Regions from separate parts of the Mus musculus genome. Here regions 2 and 3 are each linked to region 1. A link is a contact called in public HiChIP or PLAC-seq data. All regions are on one chromosome and are shown on one strand. Each heading gives the region's core, a stretch centred on a gene start, on an enhancer-like site or on the middle of the called end of the contact. The rest is flanking DNA. Distances are from core to core; before and after follow the strand shown. Region 1 holds the start of C530005A16Rik (RIKEN cDNA C530005A16 gene). Region 2 overlaps Pik3r3 (phosphoinositide-3-kinase regulatory subunit 3). Region 3 overlaps Pik3r3 (phosphoinositide-3-kinase regulatory subunit 3).

Region 1 (3,364 bases), core at 563-3,062:
TGAAGACAGCTACCGTGTACTTACATATAATAAATAAATCTTAAAAAAAAAAAAAAAAAGAGCAGTGCAGGGAAAATCCATCTTGGAGTTAGTTCAGTTGAGTGTAGTTTAGAGGCAGCTTCACCAAGTAGAGCACTTCAATGAGAAGCTAAGAGAAGCCGGTTTGAACCAGTTCAGAGAGGACTTTGAGACAGAACAGCTGAGTTGAGTCAGCCAGCTTTGAGGAAGAGCTAGAGTGAGTTTATTCAATAGTCTCAGAGCCTGAAAACATTTTAGGCATAGATTCGCCTAGGAGATGAGGATGAACGTTGCTTTTACAGATCTGTGTAAAGGTGACGATAACTTGACCAGCAGAAAGAGCTCGTTTAACTCACAAGTAGTATCCATCTGACAAATTGTATTCTCCCCAACGGGTCTCCCAGTTCTCATTACTGGAAAGGTTCAGATCATTCCTGTCCCAGAATGGGAATTAGAAAGACTATTCCATTGTGTGGTGTGTTAATTCTGTAAAAGATGGGTTTATGCAAAGACATACTGCTAATATGAGGTTTACCTTGTGCGGAAATGTTCCCTACAGTGGAGAATTCTAGCTTGAAATCTGTCCATTTTAGAGAACAGCTGTGGTACAGATGACAGTTGCCTATCAGAGGCTAAATAGGCAATGAAGTCAAAGCCGCAGTTAATTAAATACTTGGCCAAACTCACTGTAATTGGTGGAACAAACTGACATTTTCACACCTGGGCCCCACCCAAAGGTGGCCAGGCACATTGCCCAGGCCTGCCTAAGCCTGTACTCGCTGCCCAGGGAGCTAGGGCACCTCCCCAAACATAAACATACATTTGAAGGACCTGGCGATTTAGCAGACTTGGTCTATTCTTTGTCCCTTTTCTCTCTTTTCTGTCCAGTCCGCCTTTTCTCTTTTGTCACATCCTCTGTAGGACGCTGGTGTCTATAAGAGATTCCATTCCATGGCCGATTACTCAGGGGAATCAGGACTTTTATCCTGTGAATCCTGTGATATGGTTTTCCGCTCCTGGGCTCTGTTGGCCACACACACCAAACGATTCTGCATTGGCCGGCTGACTCCGGAGGTAACACTTAAATCACAGCCTTCAGTCGCGATCAAACGAGGCACCAAGGTAAGGGCCGCCAGTGGCCAGGGGTAGGTTTTCCATCAATCATTATTCTTACGTTTTTTGCCTCCCCGCCACCAGATCATGGCACAAGAAAAGAGCCGTGATCAGGAAGCCAGCACATCTGCTCTAAAGAGGCTGACAGAGGAGGTACACACCAATCATGACTACAAACTTCAACTTTACATGTGTAGAGATTTACATGCTGGAAATCACCCAGTACAGAAATAGCGGGTCCGAGTTATTTGCAGGTGCAGTTGCTGTCCCTACAGAAAATAGGTCCCCGAGCGACTGAGGGTCTCACTTCCCAGACTGCAGGGAGCCCTGGGGAGAGGCTGCGAGTCTTGCAGGGAACCCGCGCCAGACGCATGGCAGAAACAGAAGCACAGAGCCGGGCGCTGGAGCGTCGCGGCGAAGGTGAGAGGTAAGGACTCGGCCCTGTCGCTGTGCTCGGACTCACCCTGACTCTGCCCATTTGTCCCTCAGAATTAAAACGGCGCCTCCACAGCGTGGCGGGACCCAAGGGAGGATTACCCCGCCCATTCGACTTGGAGCGCGAGCTCAGAGAACTCAAGGAAGAGGCCAACCGGACCCGGGGAGCACTGCAAACGCTAGGTGCGCATTTCCAGGCGCTCCAGCTTCAGCCTCGGTGAGTTGCCGGCCCAGCTTTGGTAGGAGTGCGGGCGGGGCCTTGGGCTCGGGTCAGTGACATCATCTGCTTGCGCCAGAAAACTGCAGGACACCCATAGGGCAGTGGAATTCTGTTACCTGCCCCTGCGGTTCAACCCGGAAACGCTGGCTGCAGAGATCCGGTGAGGACCCCGGCCCTGGGTGGACAGGATCGGGAGTCTGTTCAGTCTGGGAGATCGCTTTCTGCTGCCTTCTTGCTAGGATCCTACGTGAAGCCTACGTGCACGGTGGAGGCCGGGACCCAGAAGTTCTGGACAAAATATTGCAGCTGCAAGTGGAAGCGTCAGCCCTGGAATTGCAGCGGTCGCAAAACCGCAAGGGTGAACGAAAGGGTCTATCATAGAGGGTTTCTACACTGATGGTCCTAGAGTTGGAAGGAGAAAAGGGCTTGAGGGAGAGCACCACTAGAATGGGAGGCACGTAAGCCCAAGGAAGGAAAACCCATTGCCAGATGACAAATCCAGGCTTGTGCAGAAACCCTTAAAGTTGGATTACTACATAATGCTTGACAGATCACTTTAATTCATCTCAGAAAAACTAAGTGCCGCCTCTGAGGAGGTTCTAACGGTGGAAGCCGAAAACAGGCTCCTGGAGGCAGAAATCCTGGCATTGCAGAAGCAGAAAGTCCTGAGTCTGTCGCCCTGGGGTCAGTGAAAAATACAGCCTCTCCCTAGACAATCCCAGGGAACCCAACTCTGAAGGGGTGAAGGGACCAAGTCGGGAGGATGAAGTCCATGTCTGTAACGTGTTTCTGTCAATACAGCTATCTTTGTATCTTTGGTTTATGAGCCTGTACTCCCTCTGACTTACTCAGTTTGCTGCTTCCTCCAGCTCAAGCCACTTTGTTGTTGTTTCTAGGATCCAGGGATCTCCCCGGACACCTGAGTAGGTGTGATAACTCCCTCCTCCCTCCACTGGTTGCACCCCCAATACCACAACTTACAAGTTCCACAAAAGCCCAGAACTTCCATGGCACTTCAAAGACTGTGAGAAAGACAGCATTCGGGGTTGATGGCTGGCTTGACATGCAGTTTGGGGATCATGGGCAGATTGCAGTTCTGTAGGACTGAACTCTTTTGTCCACAATAGATACTTAATGGAACCATGACAAGAAAAATGGGTCTGGATCTCCACTTCCTCCTACCTGCATCAGATGTTCTAGGTCCAGCACCCTATGATCCTGGGTGAGGCCTGCTCCCTCCTTCACAGCATTTTTGAATGCTGACATTTATGGAGACCCACCAACCGCCATCCAGGCTTAAAGTACTGGCCGGGTGGAGGAATTAGGGGCTCTGTGTACATAGATTTGTATTCTTCAGGGCTGGCCTTGTCATTTTCTATGACTTCCTGCGGGGCCTTGACACTTCTTGGATATGGGTACAGCTAATGACCAGCTTGGCCCGGAATGGACAAGATACAGGAGGGACCACAGCATTACCTCCAGCCCTTTGCTTGCCACAACCTTCAGCTCCTGGACCTATGGGCAACTGTGCTATCCTAGCAAGCAAGCAGCCTGTGCCCAGGTTAGTAGGTATAGGTC
Region 2 (3,486 bases), core at 954-3,453, 300 kb before region 1:
CTTTCTTTCTTTCTTTCTTTCTTTCTTTCTTTCTTTCTTTCTTTCTTTCTTTCTTTCTTTTTTTTTTTTTCAAGACAGGGTTTCTCTGTATAGCCCTGGCTGTCTTGGAACTCACTTTGTAGACCAGGCTGGCCTCGAACTCAGAAATCTGCCCTGCCTCTGCCTCCCAAGTGCTGGGATCAAAGGCGTGTGCCACCATGCCTGGCAAGACTCTGTCTTAAAAATAAAAAGACATCATAATTGGAAAGGAAGAGTTAAAATGGGTTTATAGAGGCTGCAGGTTACATAACTCTCTTTCTCTGTATATGTGTGTGTGTATTATACATATGCGTACATGTGTAAATATGAATACATGTGTATGTGTAAACATATATATCCATATAGATATATACATATATACAGATATACTTACTTACTTTTCTTGTATTTACTCTTGGGTAGGATCTCATGTACCTGAGGCAGGCCTCACATCTGTCGTGTTTCTGATTATGACCCTGAGTTTCTGATACTCAGGCCTTTACTTCTCTAGAGTTGGGTGCTACCATGCCCAGTTTATAAAATAGTATATTTCTGTGTACTAGTAATAAAACCCAAAGTGAGGTGACATGCCACTTAAAATTATGAATTGCCTAGGAACTAAACAAATATGAGTTATACAATGATTATCTGAGAAACGTGATTAAAAGAAGTTGAGAGTTTGGTCAGTGAAGATGACCACATGTTAATATCTAGTGCAGTGAAGATGACCTCATGTTAATATCTAGTGCAGTGAAGATGACCTCGTGTTAATATCTAGTGCAGTGAAGGTGACCTTGTGTTAATATCTAGTACAGTGAAGATGACCACATGTTAATATCTAGCGCAGTGAAGATGACCTCGTGTTAATATCTAGTGCAGTGAAGATGACCACATGTTAATATCTAGTGCAGTGAAGATGACCACATGTTAATATCTAGCGCAGTGAAGATGACCTCGTGTTAATATCTAGTGCAGTGAAGATGACCTCGTGTTAATATCTAGTGCAGTGAAGATGACCACATGTTAATATCTAGTGCAGTGAAGATGACCACGTGTTAATATCTAGTGCAGTGAAGATGACCACGTGTTAATATCTAGTGCAGTGAAGATGACCTCGTGTTAATATCTAGTGCAGTGAAGATGACCTCGTGTTAATATCTAGTGCAGTGAAGATGACCTCGTGTTAATATCTAGTGCAGTGAAGATGACCTTGTGTTAATATCTAGTGCAGTGAAGATGACCTTGTGTTAATATCTAGTGCAGTGAAGATGACCTCGTGCTAATATCTAGCGCAGTGATTTGTGCTCTCTCCTAGTGCTTCACCTTGTGGTGACCTCCAAACAGAAAATTATCTTCATTGCTACTTCATAACAGTAACTTTGCCACTGTTATGATTGTAATGTAAATCTCTGTATTTTCTGATGGTCTTAAGTGATCCCCTGTGAAAAGGTCATTTGACCCCCAAAGGGGTTGCGACCCATAGGTTAAGAACTCCCAAGGCAGTTTTCCTGTCACGGTCACACCTACTCAGTTCCTTGAAATGTAATAAACTTGATTTTCTTTCCACCAAAACATCTTCATAAAGTTGATCTACATAGTTATTATGATCCTAACAAAACCCACAGCCCTGGGCTGGAGAGATGGCTCAGTGGTTAAGAGTGCCGACTGCTCTTCCAAAGGTCCTGAGTTCAAATCCCAGAAACCACATGGTGGCTCACAACCATCTGTAATGAGATCTGATGCCCTCTTCTTGTGTGTCTGAAGACAGCTACAGTGTACTTACATATAATAAATAAATAAATCTTAAAAAAAAAAAACAGCCCACAGCCCTAGCTGAATATTTGCAGAAATTAAAAAAAAGTTTCTAAAATTCCTCTGAAATGCACAGGACCCAAAACAACCCAAAGCACTGCCACCTGACATCAGCACTCATGATTGTAAGCTACAACAATCAACAAAGGAGGAGTTAACAAATGGACATGTATGTGGAGTGACAGGAATTGAGGGCTGAGAGAGTAGGCCTACATGGGTGGTGGTTGTACATACCTGAAGTCAAGCCTTTAAGAGGCACAGTTGTGTTTGATTGACAGGATGCTTCTGCCTGGATCCTATGTATAACAATTGCTCTGGACTTCCTCTGTTTCCTGGACATGCCTTAAGTATTTTCCTGTGTTGTCTCTCAGTGCAGACGGGGAAGTGAAGCACTGTGTCATCTACAGCACGGCTCGAGGATATGGCTTTGCAGAACCCTACAACCTGTACAGCTCACTGAAGGAGCTGGTGCTCCATTACCAGCAGACATCCCTGGTTCAGCACAACGACTCCCTCAACGTCAGGCTCGCCTACCCTGTCCATGCACAGATGCCTACGCTCTGCAGATAAGCAGAGTGGAAGAGACACGCTCTCTAGCCGTTTTTTTCCTATGGTTTTTATTAGACTACGATGAGGGCATTCTTTCAACGTAGACTGCTTGTTTTGCACAAGTGATTCTGTGAATGTGAAATGGAGAGGCCAAGCAGTAGCTTGGATTTAGAAATGAGGGGCCCAGGGTCTCTGGCCTCGGCTGTGCTGCTGCACTGATGGACTAAGCTGGAAGCAGATATTGGTTTCATGGGGTTTGGGTTTGTTGTCAGGCACCTTTAAAAGAACAGCTAAGGCTTGTTGTGGGTTGGGGTGGGGGTTTTATTTGGAAGTTTCTGAAGAGTCCACATCCCTTTGTCCTCAACCCTAAGAATGCAGCAGGTCACAGTTCTGCTGGGAGTTGTTTTGATTTGATAGTCTCTTCCCCTTTCCCCCAAATAAAGAGCCGATTTTGGCTCTGTGGTAAAGTGGGATTTGGTTTGGAGGGAAAAACAACCAAAGGAAAATAGGGAGGTATGGGATTACATTTTCAGAATCTAAACCAAGGAGGCAAAAGACCCCTTCAGTTGATGTTACTTCAATTTTATCAACATAATCTAGGCTTCAGCATCTTCACCAACTCCTCCCTCTAAAGCACTGTGTTCAAAAACCAACAAAGCAGCATCGCCAGACCAAGGTCTAAGGGGAGGACAGTAGTAGCTGAATGTACACTTCTGTACCAAAACTTGAAAGACTAGAAATGTGAGTTTCAACAAACACTAAAATTGGTCAGTGTATTTCCTTTTGCCCTGGCCTTGTTTCTCAGATGAGGAATAGAATTATTTTGTGGAAATAGTAAGCTTTGAGTCATAATGAAGTTGGTGCTTGTGTGGTGTTTCTTTAAAGAAATGTTTGAAACCCTTGTAAGTTGTTTTATGAGTAAAGAAACAGTGCAATCCAGTGCTTTTAGATGGCTTGATATACCAAATAATGATAGAGAACAACATTGTTGTGTGCTTCCTCAAGTTTAAAAGCCTTGCCAAAACTATACAAGGATTAATTTGCCTTCATCTCCCCTTCCTTTTTTGGATAGGGTTTAGGGAGCCATAGGTAGCTAAAGGAGGACTC
Region 3 (3,522 bases), core at 578-3,077, 350 kb before region 1:
AACAATTGATAAAGGTTAAATTGCATGTTGTCCTGTGTATTGTGATGAAATCTCCTACTGATCCTAATACATCATGCATAGGACACAAATCTTCCCCTTTGTCACACAGAGGCCTTGGCAGTCACGTAGTAGCCATTTTCATTATTAGATCTACTGTTGGAATATCTCTGGGCTTATGTTCGTTTAACCCTTCTATCATAGCCTAACCCTGTAACGCTATGCCTTCCTCAGTTACCACCCTTTACCCCATCATTTAGGCGTTGTGCCGTCATCGCACAGCATTAGAGGAAGGGTGGATAAAGCATAATAAGATATTCCAAGGGAAACCACATTCATAAAACCTTTTTATTAACAGTATATTGTAATTTTTGTATTTTCTTAATCTCATACATTTAGTTTATAAGTTTAACTTTGTCATAGGTATATATGTACAGGAGAAGATAGTTTCTATTAGATTCAGATGTTATCTATGGCTTTAGGTATTCATTTGAGATCTTGGAGTATATCTTCCTGGGATCAGATTAGAGTGACCATTGGCCACTCTGTGGGATGGAAAGGTCACTGCTTAGAGGCATGTGGATAAATTGCTAACAAAATAGTAATCTCAGTTACCATTAGAAACTATAAATTGGAAGTGGCATGATTTTCTAAACTGTTGTAATTTCCTTCAGGAGAATTCAGAAGCTGTGGCATAGTAATAATAGAAACAGGGTTTTGGGGTTTTCCCCACAGTGGAGTGACAAAAGAACAGGGAGCTTGCTAGTGAATTCCAGGCCAGCCTGGCCTATAGAATGAGTTCCAGGATAGCCAGGGCTACATAGAGAAGCCCTGTCTCAAAAAAAAAAAAACCAAAATAAATAAATAATTGAATAAATAAATAGGAAAGCCTCAGAGAAAACTCTTGTTAGCCTTCATTCATATATATATATATATATATATATATATATATATATATATATATATATACATACATATACATATATATGTATATTTTAAAATTATTTTTAAGCTATACATGAAAACTGTATACATATGTTGGATACCATATGATATCTATCTTAATGCTTAGATCAGGTTAAAGAGATTTATGTTAAAAAAAAAATCTCTCTACCTTTTCCAGCCCATGGTCTTGAGCATGACAGGCAAGTAAGTACTCTACCATTGAGCTTCATCTCCAACCCGCCATCTCCCACTTTTTTTTAGATATTTTCTTCATTTACAATTCAAATGCTATCCCAAAAGTCCCCCATACCCTCGCCCACCCACTCTCCTACCCACCTACTCCCACTTCTTGGCCCTGGCGTTCCCCTGTACTGAGGCATATAAAGTTTGCAAGACCAAGGGCCATCTTTTGATACATATGCAGCTAGAGACACAAACTCTGGGGGTACTGGTTAGTTCATATTGTTGTTCCACCTATAGGGTTGCAGATCCCTTTAGCTCCTTGGGTACTTTCCCTAACTCCTCCATTGGGGGCCCTGTGATCCATCCAATAGCTGACTGTGAGCATCCACTTCTGTGTTTGCCAGGCACTTTTTTTTCTTTAAAGATTATTTATTATTATATGTAAGTACACTGTAATTGTCTCTAGGCACCCCAGAAGAGGGCGCCAGATCTCATTACGGATGGTTGTGAGCCACCATGTGGTTGCTGGAGTTGGAACTCAGTTAAGAGCAGTCAGTGCTCATAACTGCTGAGCCATCTCTCCAGCCCCCGATTTTGTTTTGTTTTGTTTTTGTTTTTGTTTTTGTTTGTAGAAAGGATCTCTACATAGCTCAGGGTGACCCTGCATTTGAGATCCTGCTTCCTTGCCTCTCAAGTGGAAGGACTGTAGATCAACATCTTACTATTTTACATGTATATGAAATCATTCTGCATTTGTCTTTCTGTGTCTTGCTTATTTCACATTTTTCTATTTTCATGCCATGAATCATAGTGTTTCTCTGTGTAGCTTTGGCTGTCTTGGAACTTGCTCTGTAAACCGGGTTGGCTTTGAACTCACAGGGATTTGCCCGCCTCCGCCTCCTGAATGCTGGGATTAAAGGTGCACTCCACCACTGCCCAGCACCCTCTACACATTTTTAAAGATTAAAAAATTGTTTAGATTTATTTTTTCTCTTTTATGTATATGGTGTTTTGCCTTGTGTTTAGAGTAGCTAGAAGAGAGCATTGCATTCTCTGCACCTGGAGTTACAGAGCCACCATGTGCATGCTGGGGATTGAACTGGGTGCAGAGTCCTCTAAAAGAGTAACAAATACTCTTAACTGCTAAGAAAATTGCTCCAGCTCTCAAAAACAAGGTAGTAGTTTTATTTTAAATTGTGTGTGTGTGTGTGTTTGTGTGTATATGTCAAAATGACCTTGGAGTACTTGGTGTGGTTGTTGAGAATCCAGTCCTCTGTAAGAGCACCACGCACTCCTAACTGCAGGCCTATCCCTCCTTCTCCCCCAACTTATATTTGAGACAGGGTCTCACTGTGTCTCCTCACAGTCCTGAAACTCACTATGTAGACTAGTCTAGCCTCAAACTTAGAGGGCTCTGACTACCTCTGCCTCCTTAAAGCTGAGATGAAAGGCATGCACCACCATGCCTGATGCCCACCCCCTTTTAATGGCCAAACAATATTTTATTTTACATAATGCCATGCTTTATCTATTTGTGAATTGATTTATATTTAGATTGTATTTCTTATGAATAAATGCTATGAGAAGCCGGGTAGTGGTGGTGCATGCCTTTAATCCCAGCACTTAGGAGGCAGAGGCAGGCAGATTTCCAAGTTCGGAATTCCAAACTACAGAGTGAGTTCCAGGACAGCCAGGGCTATACAGAGAAAACCCTGTCTCAAAAAACCAAAAAAAAAAAAAAAAAAAAAAAAAAAAGCTATGACAAACACAAGGGTACAGTATTCTTCTTAACACTTGATTTCATGAAAATAGAGTAGAATTGTTAGATCATATCATTCTGCTTTTGGTTTTTGACTATTGGGTCATATGGTTATTCTTTCTTTTTTCTTAACTACCATAATTTTGCAAACAGTTGTTATCTTTATTGATTTTTATTTTACGTGGGTATTTTGCTTATATGTTTGTCTTTGCTTTGCACATGCTTTCATGAAGGCCAGAAGGGGGTGTTGGATTCTCTGAAATTGGAGTAACAGTTGTTAGCTGCCATGTGGAACACTTGTTATCCTTTGTCATGCTTGCCCACCTTTGGTGTTGGCGATTGACCCAAGGCTTCATACAAACTAGGCAAGTGCAACCAAAACTACTACAACCAAAATCCCCAGATTGTTGTTGTTTGGTTTTTTAGACAGAGTTTCTGTGTATAGCCCTGGGTATCCTTGTGCTTTTTCTGTAGACAGGGCTGGCCTCAAACTCACAAAGATCTGCCAGCCTCTGCCTCCCATTAATCTGCTGGGATTCATGGTGTGCACCACTCCCACCCGGCCAAAATCCCCAGATTTTAATATAGCTTAGTCCAGATGTTGCCCTCACTCCCAGATTTAGAATGTAACTTGAATT

Evidence for each region. HiChIP or PLAC-seq counts read pairs in DNA pulled down with a chosen protein or histone mark.
Region 2: an H3K4me3 HiChIP or PLAC-seq map of bone marrow-derived macrophages shows a contact between it and region 1, with 2.1 times the contacts expected there. The contact joins the enhancer-like site here to the promoter of C530005A16Rik in region 1. A contact is called at or near these places in 7 of 39 promoter capture datasets (the C10 cell line, cranial neural crest, frontonasal cranial neural crest and 4 more), 1 of 15 datasets of contacts at CTCF or cohesin (the NIH/3T3 cell line), 2 of 484 Hi-C or Micro-C datasets (growing oocytes and nephron progenitors), 10 of 115 datasets of contacts at active chromatin or transcription factors (bone marrow-derived macrophages, embryonic basal ganglia, embryonic forebrain and 6 more) and 4 of 9 other capture datasets (adipose tissue, embryonic stem cells, liver and 1 more).
Region 3: an H3K4me3 HiChIP or PLAC-seq map of bone marrow-derived macrophages shows a contact between it and region 1, with 2.8 times the contacts expected there. The contact joins the enhancer-like site here to the promoter of C530005A16Rik in region 1. A contact is called at or near these places in 6 of 39 promoter capture datasets (the C10 cell line, the HPC-7 cell line, cranial neural crest and 3 more), 1 of 15 datasets of contacts at CTCF or cohesin (the NIH/3T3 cell line) and 7 of 115 datasets of contacts at active chromatin or transcription factors (the 230-238 cell line, the NIH/3T3 cell line, the SCID.adh cell line and 4 more).

The regions. Positions count from the first base shown.
Region 1 is chr4:116,595,818-116,599,181 of GRCm38.p6, forward strand. C530005A16Rik (RIKEN cDNA C530005A16 gene) reads right to left here and starts at 1,813. Exons shown (of 3, transcript NR_029450.1): 1 at 25-1,813. Ccdc17 (coiled-coil domain containing 17) reads left to right here and starts at 913. Exons shown (of 13, transcript NM_001037916.3): 1 at 913-1,140; 2 at 1,216-1,284; 3 at 1,446-1,551; 4 at 1,621-1,783; 5 at 1,863-1,946; 6 at 2,026-2,144; 7 at 2,357-2,470; 8 at 2,683-2,810; 9 at 2,914-3,008; 10 at 3,144-3,347. The coding sequence starts at 970.
Region 2 is chr4:116,297,433-116,300,918 of GRCm38.p6, forward strand. Pik3r3 (phosphoinositide-3-kinase regulatory subunit 3) reads left to right here. Exons shown (of 10, transcript NM_181585.6): 10 at 2,202-3,486. The coding sequence ends at 2,400. Among named protein-coding and RNA genes, the nearest start is that of Pik3r3, 78 kb to the left of the region's middle. Within about 2 kb of position 2,204, at least 19 of the 459 cell types and tissues checked have an H3K27ac peak or open chromatin away from gene starts, as enhancers often do. A contact at or near this core is called in bone marrow-derived macrophages, where this site is marked.
Region 3 is chr4:116,244,509-116,248,030 of GRCm38.p6, forward strand. All of the region lies in intron 1 of Pik3r3 (phosphoinositide-3-kinase regulatory subunit 3), which reads left to right. Among named protein-coding and RNA genes, the nearest start is that of Pik3r3, 25 kb to the left of the region's middle. Within about 2 kb of position 1,828, at least 3 of the 459 cell types and tissues checked have an H3K27ac peak or open chromatin away from gene starts, as enhancers often do. A contact at or near this core is called in the SCID.adh cell line and bone marrow-derived macrophages, where this site is marked.